2 separate regions of the Bos taurus genome follow, and region 2 is linked to region 1. The links are chromatin contacts, called in public Hi-C maps. All regions are on one chromosome and are shown on one strand. Each heading gives the region's core, a stretch centred on a gene start, on an enhancer-like site or on the middle of the called end of the contact. The rest is flanking DNA. Distances are from core to core; before and after follow the strand shown. Region 1 has its middle 36 kb from the start of MAPK1IP1L. Region 2 holds the start of LGALS3 (galectin 3).

Region 1 (6,412 bases), core at 798-3,297:
TTCTCTGTGATGACAATGCTGCAGTGAATTCCTTTGGGTCCATGTTGCTGTGCCATCTACTGACTTTGAGTGTTGCCACTGCCAGAAAACTCCTGGCTCCAACTGTTCATACCCCAGGGTATCTCTGCTCCTCCGGGACTCATTTAGACCCTGGAGGAGCACCACCAGGCTCAGTCCTGACCTCTGCTCTCGCCCTGTTGTTTTGCTGCTGTAGTCGCAGTACACCTTATGGCCCAACTTCCAGAGTCCTGACAACCCCACCACATCAAAGTGAAAGTGTTGGTCATTCAGTTTTGTCCAACTCTTTGCAACCCCATGAACTTTAGCCCACCAGGCTCCTCTGTTCATGGAAGTCGCCAGATAAGAATACTGGAGTGGGTTGCCATTCCCTTCTCCAGGAGATCTTCCCAACCCGGGGATTGAACCTGGCTCTGCCGCATTGCAGGTGGATTCTTTACCATCTGAGCCACCAGGGAAGCCCACCACATCATGGAAAGGTGCAAAAAGTACAGCTAGTGTCCCTCTGACTATTGGGAGGGAAAAAGAAGGCCTGCTTCTCCAAATGCAATCAAGCTGGAGGAGGTATCAAAGTGGTTTTTAAGATTTCCACTCTTACCTCCTGAGATGGAGTGAGAGTCCGAAACAGCAGTAATCATCGACATAGGAGACAGAAGCAGCTGAAGTGGTGTGAGAAACTCTCCAAAGCAGCAGAGGGAGCCAGGGTGTGTGCCTGTGTGTGCCTGTGTGTGTGTGTGTGTGTGTGTGTGTGTGTGTGGCCCTTGACCAAATGTCCTCGGCCCATGGATGAAGATAGCCAATCCTTGATCTAACATGTTGTTGTACTTTTGTCCTTTAAGATTTTCAAGCCTCCTCATCCTGTTAGAAGCAATAAGGGCTGATGAGAAGCAGGCTGTACTCTGGGAAACAGGAAATCTGGTTCCATTTATGAGTTCATCAGGCCCTGCCGTGGAATTTTGAACAGCTTCAGTTTTCTGCCCTGTGTTTTGTGTTTTGAGACTCTCTTGTCTAGAGGTGCCGTCTGCATCTTTGGGATGCAGGGGTTAGATTTCTTGTTTTGTTTTCCCTGCAAGGTAGTGCTAGTGTTAAAAGTGAGACAGGCAGGGAAGCTTTGCCATTTGGAGATGTTTGCTGTGTTTGACTTACCCTGGTTGCATGTCTCCTTTTTTCACTTTCTGGACACCCAGAATGAACATATGTTTGTAGTAGTGGAGGCTGGGGATGAACTTCCTGTGTGGCAGCCCTCCTGAAATGTATTTTTGCATGCACAAACCCAAAGGCAGATGTTGACCTGCTCTCTCAACCCTTCGAGAACTCTCTGGGGAATGGTGATGTGGTCACTGTTGGAGTAGAGCAACAAACAAGTCTGCTTTAATCAGGGATGAGCCACATTTGAGCACTAGTAAAGTTGCTCATGGAAAAGTTATTTAACTTTTTATATACAGCTTGGTGAATTTGTGCAAATTGACACATCTGTCCCACTCAGATAACTACTACCTAGGCCCAGAAGTAGAACATTATCGGCACTCCAGTGGACCCGTGTCCCCGTCCCAGTTACTAGTAGTGGTTTAACCACTAATGTGTCCGACTCTTTGCAATCCCATGGACTGTAGCCCGCCAGGCTCCTCTGTCCATGGAATCAAACCCGGGTCTCCTGCATTGCAGGAAGATTCTTTACCATCTGAGCTAACAGGGAAGCCCAAACCTTTCACTATTTTATATTAATTTTGCTGTTTTGAACTTTATATAATTTGTGAAATTTTTTACATTTTGCATAAATCGTGTTCATTTATTCTCATTACCACATGGAATTCATGATAGAAATATACCGCAGTCTACTTATCCATTCTGTGTTGGTTGGAGTTGGGGTTGGTTTCCCTTTGGGGCCAGTTCACGTTATTCTGCTCTGAACAGTATTGCATGTACTTTCGGTGCCTGTGTGCATGCGTTTCTGCTGTATACATTCCTACAAGTGGAATTGCTGGGTCATGGGGTTTGCATACATTCAGCTTTTAATAGACCTTGGAAACAGCAGTGCTGAGGGTTAGGAATGTAGTTTTGATAGGGGACAGAGCACAGGGCTAAGATCAGGCCCCAGGCATCTAGTCCCCTCCCAGGCTTAAATTATATGGAGCCAGAGCAAATCATTCACCCTCTGTGTTTCCTCAGCTGTAAAGTGGAAATAATCAGTACCTGCTCTGTTCCTTGCTGTGGGTGGGAAAGCCCTCTCTGCAAACTCTCAAGTTGCATGAATGGAAGCTGTCATTAACATGGAAGCAGGGGAAGGAGGCTTTTAATTATTAATGAGAACTAAAGAACAACTATACTTATGTGAATTTCCATTTCCAATTAAAAATCCAGAGATTAGATTAACTGCTCTGCTAGGCTGAGTGGTTTTGCCAGAGGGGCCTGTAGTATTATTCTCTCAAACCCAGACACAGAGAGTAACCTCCCAAGCCTGCCTCCTCTGTATCTTACCAGAAGATTCCTTACCTGCTTGGAGGCCCAGTGATTTAGTCGCTAAGTCGTGTCCAACTCTTTGCAACGCCATGGACTGTAGCCCACCAGGCTCCTCTGTTCATTGAATTCTCCAGGCAAGAATACTGGATGGGTTGCCATTTCCTTCTCCAGGGGGTCTTCTCCACCAAGGGATCGAATCGAATCTGGGTCCCCTGCAGTACAGGTGGATTCTTTACCAACTAAGTCATGGGGTCTTCCCATTTCTTCCTCTCGGTCCCCAAACGCCTCAACTTCCTCCTTTTCTCTACATCAGCCTGGATTTTCGTTTAGTGTGGTTCTGCCTAACTGCACCAGGGAAGCGAAAGGACATGTGCATTCTATGTCCTCTTGCATTATTGAACCTCAAGTTTGAGTGATGACAGGGAGGTGCTTTGGTCTCACAGTGAAACTAAAAGTTTACAGGCATTTATTCTATCAAGGTGGTGCTATGCTAACTCAGGGGCTGTAAAAAATAATAATTAATTGGAAGTCATGTCAAAACCTCTTCCATCCTATTGGTTCCCAAGCAGATAGTCACACAAGTAGGTGGCAGTGCCCTCTTCTGGCCAAAGCCAGACTTGCATGGCTGTGGCTAAGGGGAGACGCTTGTGACTGGGGTGCGGGGGCTGGTCGTCCACTTGGGAGCAGGCACATCTCAGGGTTAGTCTTGTGATAGTGGATCACATTTGGGAATCCACCCTCCCTTTCCTCTTCAAAAAGGAAAGATCACAACTATGATAGTTAATTTTATGTGTGGTTAACATTTAAATCGGTACTTTTCTACTCTTATAGTGTGAGTGGGCCTTTATCCTTACGAGCAAATACTGAGGTTTCCCAAAGAAATTCTGCTTCATGGCCACAACAAAGAAACTCTGTGTTTCTAGTCTAAAGATTTTAAATTCAATACTACAACATTAAAACTTTTCCCTGAATTTTCAGCCTGCCCTACAAATTCCAGACTTGTCAGAGCCCACAGTGATGTGAGCCAAATCCTTAAAATAAAACTATGTGTGTGTGTGTGTGCACAGTTGACCCTTGAATAATGTGGAGTTTGAAAAGTAAAAGTGTTAGTGGCTCAGTCGTGTCTGATTCTTTGCAACCTCATGCCTGTACCCTCCAGACTCCTCCATCCATGGAATTCTCCAAGCAAAAGTACTGGAGTGGATTGCCGTTTTCTTCTCCAAGGGATCGAACCCAGGTCTCCTACACTGCAGTCAGATTGTTTACTGTCTGAGCCACCAGGGAAGATTAAACCATTATTATGTCACTAAAGTAAGTTCAATAAATCTTGATAAGTATTTGAAACAGCAAAATTATTCTTTAAAGTCCTTAATATGAGGCTTCCATAAAATTTAATCTTCATCATACAACTTATCATCAATCAACAGTTGTTTGCCTTCTGACAATTTAGAAAAACTTTCACAAGATTATTTAATTGGTCAAAATCTGTTATTTTTTTCTTAATAGTGAAACTTTTATACTTGGAATTAGCCAGCTGGACTCAGCTTAGATGATCCCAATTTTGCAGGCAACATCCAAAGCACCACAGGAGCCAGTCAAACGCATGCCTTCTCCTCCCCATTAGGCCTGACCAAGGTGTTGACCTTGGTGTTGACACCGATGTCAGTGTCGTAGAGCTTCTTCACATCCTGTTTCATGTGGTGCCTGTTGGCCTTGACATCCACAAGTGAACACCAGTGAGCTGCTGTCTTCTGTTTCCTTCACAGCTGATTTGGTGGTGAGGGGGAACTTGATGACATAGTGGTCAAGCTTGTTTCTCCTAGGGGCGCTCTTCCAAGGATATTTGGGCTGTCTCCTGAGCTGCAGTGTTTTGGGCCTTAGGAAGGTGAGTTATGTCCAGATCTTTTTTTTGTGTGGCTGTGGGCACCTTTCAACACTGCTTTCTTAGCCTTCGAAGCCTTTGCTTTGGCTTCGGCTTTGGAGCAGCAGGGCTTGCTTCCTTGCCCTCAGCGCCATCTTCGAGCAGTCAAGATCTGTTTATTTGTTTGTTTTTTTTTTAATTGGAGGATAATTGCTTTACAATGTTGTGTTGATTTCTGACATACATCAACATGAATCAGCCATAGGTGTACATATGTCCCTTACATTTTGAACCTCTCTCCCACCTCCCACCCCTCTCAGTTGTCACAGAGCCCTGAGTTTGAGCTCACTGCATCATATAGCAAATTCCCACCAGCTACTCTCTCAACTCATCCCACCCTCTACTTCACCCACTGTCTCCACAAGTCTGTTCTCTATGTCTGCATCTCTATTCAGTTCAGTTCAGTCACTCAGTCATGTCTGACTCTTTGCAACCCCAGGGACTGCAGCATGCCAGGCTTCCCTGTCCATCACCAACTCCCAGAGCTTGCTCAAACTCATGTCCGTCCGAGTTGGTGATGCCATCCAACCATCTCATCCTCTGTTGTCCCCTTCTCCTCCTGCCTTCAACCTTTTCCAGCATCAAGGTCTTTTCCAGTGGGTCAGTTCTGCACATCCAGTGGCCAAAGTATTGGAGTTTCAGCTTCAGCATCAGTCCTTTCAATGAATATACAGGACTGATTTCCTGTAGGATTGACTGGTTTGATCTCCTTGCAGTACAAGACTCTCAAGAGTCTTCACCAATACCACAGTTCAAAAGCATCCAATTCTCCTGTGCTCAGCTTTCTTTATAGTCCAACTCTCACATCCATACACAACTACTGGAGAAACCATAGCTTTGACTAGACGGACCTTTGTTGGCAAAGTCACGTCTCTGCTTTTTAATATGCTATCTAAGTTGGTCATAGCTTTTCTTCCAAGGAGCAAGCGTCTTTTAATTTCATGGCTGCAGCCACCATCTGCAGCATTTCTCTTGCTGCCCTGCAAAGAGGTTCATCAGTACCATTTTTATAGATTCCATATATATTCTTAATGTATATTTGTTTTTCTCTTTCTGATTTACTTCACTCTGTATAACAGTCTGTAGTTCATCCACCTCATTGAAACTGACTCAAATGTGTTCCTTTTTATGGCTGAGTAATGTTCCATTGTATATATGTACACAGCCTCTTTATCCATTCATCTGTCGATGGACATCTAGGTTGCCTCCATGTCCTAGCTATTGTAAACAGTGCTGCCATGAACACTGAGGTACAAGTGTCTTTTCCAATTATGGTTTTCTCAGGGTTTATGCCCAGTTAGTGGGATTGCTGAGTCATATGGTAGTCTTAATTCTAGTTTTTAAGGAATGCCCATACTGTTCTCCATAGTGGCTGTGTCAGTGTACATTCCCTCAACAGTGCAAGAGGATTCCCTTTTCTCCACACCCTCTCCAGAATTTGTAGATTTTTTGATGATGGCCATTCTGACTGGTAAGACCTGTTTTTAAAGTTAGCCCAATGGTTATATTTAGGTGGAGGGATTTTGATTTATATATATAATATATATATGTATATATATTGTATATATATTTATATACAATATACATATACATATATGTATATATATATGTATATATATTGTGCTTCCTTCAGTGATTCATCAGAAGGACCCATGAGACCTAGTAGCAGGTTATACTCACTGAGATTTATGATAGCAAAGGTTCAGAGCAAAAGCATCAGGAGGAAGATATGTATTAATGGGATCCAGAGAGAGTCAACCCAGGCTTCCAATGTCCTTGTCTGAGGTCACACAGGAGTACTCTTTCTCTCACTGTTGACTATGGACTCATCTGTGAACTGTCTTTGCCACTAGAAGCCTTATGAATCTCAGAGTCCAAAGTTTTTATGGGAGCTGGTCACATAGGTATATCCTGTTATGCAACCAACCATGACAAGGCAAACTCAGGACCCTAACAATGAAACCAGGTGCAGACTGTCGATTTTTATGTTTGTGCAAAGCAACCTGACAAGCA
Region 2 (6,409 bases), core at 3,194-5,693, 48 kb before region 1:
CCCCGGCTTCAACACACAAGAAGACAGCGGCAAACCCCCTCCCCCCACGCCTGCACTGTGATAACCTAGAATGTCTCAAGATGTTTCGAAATAACCCTGGGGAAGCAAAAGGATGGCAAAATTGTGTCTGGTTTGAGAACCACTGGCCTGAGCTAATGAGGATATGTATCCTCAGATAAAAGTACCCATTCAGGTCAATAAAAAACAGAAAGGCAGTTTCAGTTGTTAAAACTAGTTAAAGCTGTACCTCTGGCCTCATAAAGTGTCATTAATATGTGTGCTTAGTTGCTCAGTCATGTCCTACTCTTTGCGACCCCATGGACTGTAGCCCACCAGGCTCTTCTGTCCATGGGGATTCTCCAGGCAAGAATACTGGAGTGGGTTGCCACTCGCTCCTCCAGGGGATCTTCCCAACCCAGGGATCAAACGCAGGTCTCCCACATTACAGGCTGAGCCACCAGGGAAGCCCATCTTATTAATATAAATCCAGTTAAACTTAGATATGTTTAAAGGCTGATCACAACCAGAAACTCATGCGAAGACAGCTAGCCCAAAATGTAACATTTATTCTTTTCCAAGTCTCTGTTCAAACATATTCAGTTTATTTTGGATTGGAGTGGAGTGGGTTGCGGTCTCCCTCTCCAGCGGGTTTTTTGACCCAGGGATTGAACCTGGGTCTCCTGTATTGCAGGCAGATCCTTTACCATCTGAGCCACCTGGGAAGCCCCATTTTCCAACTAGACCAAAACAACTGGAGAAGCCAAGCAGACCCCACTCTGTTTCCGCTGTGTTTCAGGTAACACCAAGGGGGACGGTTTGGATTGTGCTCTGACACATGAGAAGCCCATTAGAACAATGACACCCCGTATCTGTGTGATGTTTTCAGTTTATAAAGCACTTTCACACACCTTTCTTATTTTGATTCTGATAATAATCTTATGAGATTGACAGGGAAAAGTTAACATCCTTACTTCAGAGGTGAGGAAACTGAGTCTCAGAGAGTTAACATGGTGGCCCAGAGTCATTCTGTCATTGGCAGGCAGGGACCTGAGTCCAAACGCCCTGACTCCTAAGTCTGACTGATTTTATACTAGTAGCAAACCTCACACTTTGACATTTTAAAGTATAGTCCTTTGGAAGTATTAGTTACTTCATTTAGAAATTAATTCTCTGGCTTACTCATTTGGAACTGCATAAACATGCTGAAATTGTAAACAAAAAAAGAGATCACGTTTTTGTCAGAAACTAGCTGGGTGACTCATGCAGCGTGCAGTGATACTGAATATAAGGATGCCATTCTGCACAGTCACTTTGCTAATTATAACCACATTTAAACTGATAAAGCTTGCTTTCCTAAAAGTTGGGTATGCATTGTTTTGATTATATCAACTCCCAACCATCAGCGCTCTGATGGAAAGGTTTCTAACCAATGTTCTTTTTAAATCAAGGTTAGCAACCTTAGAACGTAAAAGGAGAACCAAAAAACAATTTTAAAAAATCTATTGCATAAACATCTTCCTACTTGCCTGGAAAATTTCTTTCTTTTTAGATGAGTAGCCTATATAAAGAGACAATCAAATGTTAAAAAGAAAAGGGGGAAAAAAAAACTTCCCACTGTACAGATACTATAGGTATGTGAACTCTTGCATTCCCAGAATCAGAGAATTTTGAAGTCAGATAAGAAACACCACATCAAAGGCAAAAACATTTAAAAAATACTATCTGAATCGTCACATTTGGAAAAACCTACAGGAATTAGTTCAGTATCACTTTGGAACAAGGAATTTAAACATGAGTCAGAATGCAGGCCACTTTTAATCTGCTGTTAATTGCAGCTTTGCCCTTTAATAAAGAGTTGCTATCCACTGTACTATGTTATTCTAGACCCATGTAGCAATTAATTCAGTTGCCTGGATTCCCAGGAGGACTTCTGAAATTTCTGCCCACAAAGGGCCCCAACTTTTATAAAAGCTGTAAAGGAAGTAAATCATAAACTATTTCCTCAGAACCCCAAGCACTGCCCACACTCCTCTCCAAAGAACACAGGAGAGGCGGGCTACTTTCTGGTCTTACTGAAACATGGAACAAGGCTTCAAAAATGCTTATTTGCAAAGCCAAATTCAGAGATGCTAGTTAGGATAAAGGAAACTGGTCCTTTCCTAGGATTTCTTTTTCATCACAGTTCCTCAGCCATAAGGAAGTTAAAGTTACTTTGTACCTCTCAGTTACTGATTTTTTTTTTTTCCCCATATGGAAAAGCTGAATATCAGTCAAGAGAGAACACATGATACTTAGTCAGCGGCAAACTGGAATTACTGCCCTGGCAGGCTTACCACTCAGAATTTAATGAGAAGAATTCATTCAGGCACCAGACACAAAATGTTAACTAGCTGTCCTCAGCAGAAGCCTCTGTCCCAAACTAACAGGAAAGAGAGGCTAAGTTTTTGATCAGTTACCATGAGTCTCAGGTACAAGAAGTTTACAAGCCAACTGGTATTTTAGGTAACATAAGCACCTCAAATTTTATTATATGAACATAGATCTCTACTAGGGATAACATTTAGAGTCTGACTGAAGAGAGTTCTAGGCAAACAGTATCTATAGGTGAGACCAATAACGGCCTTTTGAACTCACTAGCAATAAGTAATGGAGAAGGCAATGGCACCCCACTCCAGTGTTCTTGCCTGGAGAATCCCAGGGACGGGGGAGCCTGGTGGGCTGCGGTCTATGGGGTTGCACAGAGTCGGACATGACTGAAGCGACTTAGCAGCAGCAGCAATAAGTAAAAAGTCTTTTTATAAAGCTCTTCTGTGTATTTGTAGCATAGCAAAATATCATTGACTAAAGACCTGTCAACAGAGCGAGACTAGCCTACTACATTTTAAAAAATGAGCTGGGGTCAATCTATCAAACAGTGCTCCTCCTCTTCTGCTTCTTATGTAACTTGGTGAGGCATCCACCTAATATTTCTAAGCTCAAAACATTCAAGACCCATCATCAAACTTCTCCCCAGAATACGGAGAGAATGCTGATTTTAAGCAAAAGCCCCCCACATGATTAATTTAGGCAGCTCCAATTTCCCATAGATTAAGGGTGAGGCACAGTCATCAAAGGGATGGATGACACGACTCTAGGGATTCAAAGACAATGTCTAAAAAGGACATTGTTGTGGGACAATGAATTTTATTACTGAACTTTTATGGAAACACAATTTCCTAGCATGAAAGATCAACTTTGTAAACTTGGGGCAAGTGAATCAGAATTTTGGAAGTTGGTGAAAATTTTTTCTCATGGTCTGTGCCAAGTGGTCAATTCTTATTGCCACCGTTTTCTGCAGAACAAAATGAGCCTCTCTTCCATTCCTTTTCCAGAATCCTAGAAACAGACAGGGTCACTGAAGTCAAACCGTCCTCATTGTCCAGCAACCCAACTCCCAGGAGTCACTTTACAAATATTCCAGGTATCTGAAATCAGGATCGCTAAGGGCAGGGCATGAAGCCTAAGGCAAAACCTCAACCCCAGTGTCCCAGAGCTCCTACTCTTCAAAGCGCAGGCATGTTTGTGCTTTGATATGAGCAACTCACAATTTAGAATATATTCTCAAACATGTTTTAAAAGCAACCCCTCCCCACCTCAACTAGGGCTCTGCACACTCGGACCAACATTCAATTCTGCCACACCCCACACGTCCCCAGCACAGGTCTGAGATCGTTAATGCTCAAATCTGGACTGGGATTTGCAAAAACTGAGGGTGTGCGGTCTTTGCCAAGCCAGGCACATGCCCACTCAGCCTTGGGGCAGCACCATTTTCTGCGAGGTCAGCATGCAGAGAGCGGCTGCAGCCCCGGACTGTTGACCTGTAGCAGAACACATCCCCATCCCACAGCCAAGCTAAGAGGCGAGGAACCGCCCACAGAGTGCCGGGGCAGTCTCCACCGTGGACGGAGGCAGGGGCACCTGGTTCCTCCCGCCCAGCTGAAGCAGGCAGCTGGGAGGATTGCGCGCGCGCCCACCACTCACCACGGGCCACCTGGGGCGCGGGGCGCGAAGCCCGGGCTGAGCCTCCCAGTCGCCACAGAGGGTGACACACCCGTCCATCGCGAAGAAATTAAGGTGAGTTTTTTTAAGTCGTTGCTAACTTTCCTCGAGTCTCAGACTCCTCTTTTGAGGGCTCGAAGCCAAGGAACCTGGGCCCAGAACGCGCGGTTCCCCGGGGAAGCCAAGCCCCGATCTCCGGCTCCCGCCCAGCCCGGCAAAGGGGGCCGCGCACCGAGCAGCGCCCGGGCGCCCTGGCCTTGCAGCAGGCGGGTGTGCACTCCCGTCCCGGCGCCCCCGCCACTTACCCGACGCCTCTGCACTGGCTCGCGCGTCGCGGGGGAGGCTCGGGCAGAGGCGGTGTGGTCCTGCCGGGGCGGCGGCCGGCTCTGCGCCTCAAATACTCCCGGCCCGGCACGCCTCTCCCGGGGCGGGGCCGCCACCCCGGCCGCCCTCGGCCTCTCCGTGCGAACTAGGCTGGGCGAGTCCTGGCCCCGCTGGATACCCGGGCGCCCAGGCGCCGCGGATCCAGGACGCAGAGGAGACGCCTGACTCAGGACGGCGGTGGGTGGGACCCGCGGCCTCCATCCCTTCAACGTCCAGTCGGTCCCCTCCGCAGCCGCCAGAGGTGGGGTTCACCGCCCTCTCCTTAGATTCACCTGCTAAGGCCTCAGACCAAGACAGGGAGAGTCTGCGAAGCTTTTAGTGACGGGGAGGGTCCTGTCACGTTTTCTGAGATGCTGGGTGAGAAGCTCCGTATCTTGTTTTATTCCCCTTCTGCACTGTGATGTGGGTGCACACCTCTCAGACCAGGAGCCCTAGATTGTTTTGCTGTTTGCTTCCCACTTCCTCCTCAACATCTGCACTGTGTTTGGTAGGTCCTCAGTAAACTGGTTAAATTTGTTTAGTAAATGAATGATTAAAATAGTGAATCACTTCCTAGGAAGTCTGTTTTCTCAAAGATTGGAAAGAGTCCTGATGGAGGGGAGAGTTAAATACAAATGTACCTTTGAGAAAGGTAGGAAAAAAATAAAGCTATGACCTTAAGAAGGGCTTGGCTGGTAGCTCAGCTGGTAAAGAATCCACCTGCAATGCACGAGGCCCCGGTTTGATTCCTGGGTGGGGAAGACTCGTGAAGGGATAGGTTACCCACTCCAGTATTCTTGGGCTTCCCTGGTGGCTCAGAATAAAGTAAGAATAAAATAAAGAATCCGCCTGCAATGCGGGAGACCTAGGTTTGATCTCTGGGTTGGGAAGATCCCCTGAAGGAGGGCATGGCAACCCACTCCAGTATTCTTGCCTGGAGAATCCCCATGGACATAGGCGCCTGGGCTGCAGTCCGTGTGATCACAAAGAGTCTGACCTGACTCAGCAACTAAGCACAGTACAACATGTCTCTAAGAAAGATTGTTACAAGTAGTGATGTTTCCAAGAGAAGTGGTGTTTGTCGGTTGCATTTCACTGGGTAATAGCTGAGTGAAATGACTAAGGATGTCTTAGATACATATGTTTTTTAATTCAAATAGCCACTCACAAAAGTTAACACACAGACATAGAAAACAAATTTATGATTATCAACATGATAGTGAGAGGAAAGAACAAATTAGTAATTTGGGATTAACAGATACATACTCCTAGACAAATAAGATATAAATAATAGACAAATAACAAGGACCTACTGTGTAGCACAGGGAACTATATTGAGTATCTTGTAATACCTATAATGGAAAAGAATCTGAAAAATAATGTATGACTGAATCACTTTGCTGTATGCCTGAAATATTGTAAATCAACAATACTTCAATTTTAAAAATGAACTCAAAATGGATTAGAGACCTAAATGTATGACCTGAAACTATAAAGCTCCTAGAAGAAAACAGAGAAAGAGCTCCTTGACATTGATTTTAGCAATAATCATTTGGATATGACACCAAAAGCACAAGCATTAAAAGCTTAAAGTAAACAAGTGGGACCTACATCAGACTAAACAGCTTCTGCACAGCAAAGGAAACCATCAACAAAATAAAAAGGCAGCCTACAGAATTGGAAAAAATATTTGCAAATCATATATCCAAATAAGAGTCTAATATCCAAAATATATAAGGAACTCATTCATACAACTCAATTGCAAAAAAAAAAAAAAATGGGCAGAGGAACCAAATGTTTCCAAAGAAGATATACAAATGGCCAACAGGTGCTCAGTGTCATGAAAAGGTGCTCAGTGTCACTAATTGTCAGGGAAATGCAAATCAAAAACACAATGAAATATCACCTTAATGCCTGTTACAATGGCTACTGTCCAAAGACAAGAGATAAGTGTTGGAGAGAATGTAGAGAAAAGAGAACCTTTGTGTACCATTGGTAGGAATGTAAA

What was found. Hi-C and Micro-C count contacts between places; a contact is called where the count stands out from the background.
Region 2: a Hi-C map of blastocyst shows a contact between it and region 1, with 2.5 times the contacts expected there. The contact joins the promoter of LGALS3 here to the enhancer-like site in region 1. A contact is called at or near these places in 2 of 11 Hi-C or Micro-C datasets (blastocyst and skin fibroblasts).

Annotation. Positions count from the first base shown.
Region 1 is chr10:67,558,691-67,565,102 of ARS-UCD2.0, reverse strand. No RefSeq gene overlaps it. Among named protein-coding and RNA genes, the nearest start is that of MAPK1IP1L, 36 kb to the right of the region's middle. Within about 2 kb of position 2,047, at least 7 of the 102 cell types and tissues checked have an H3K27ac peak or open chromatin away from gene starts, as enhancers often do. A contact at or near this core is called in blastocyst, where this site is marked.
Region 2 is chr10:67,609,582-67,615,990 of ARS-UCD2.0, reverse strand. It overlaps LGALS3 (galectin 3), which reads right to left and starts at 4,443. Exons shown (of 6, transcript NM_001102341.2): 1 at 4,344-4,443.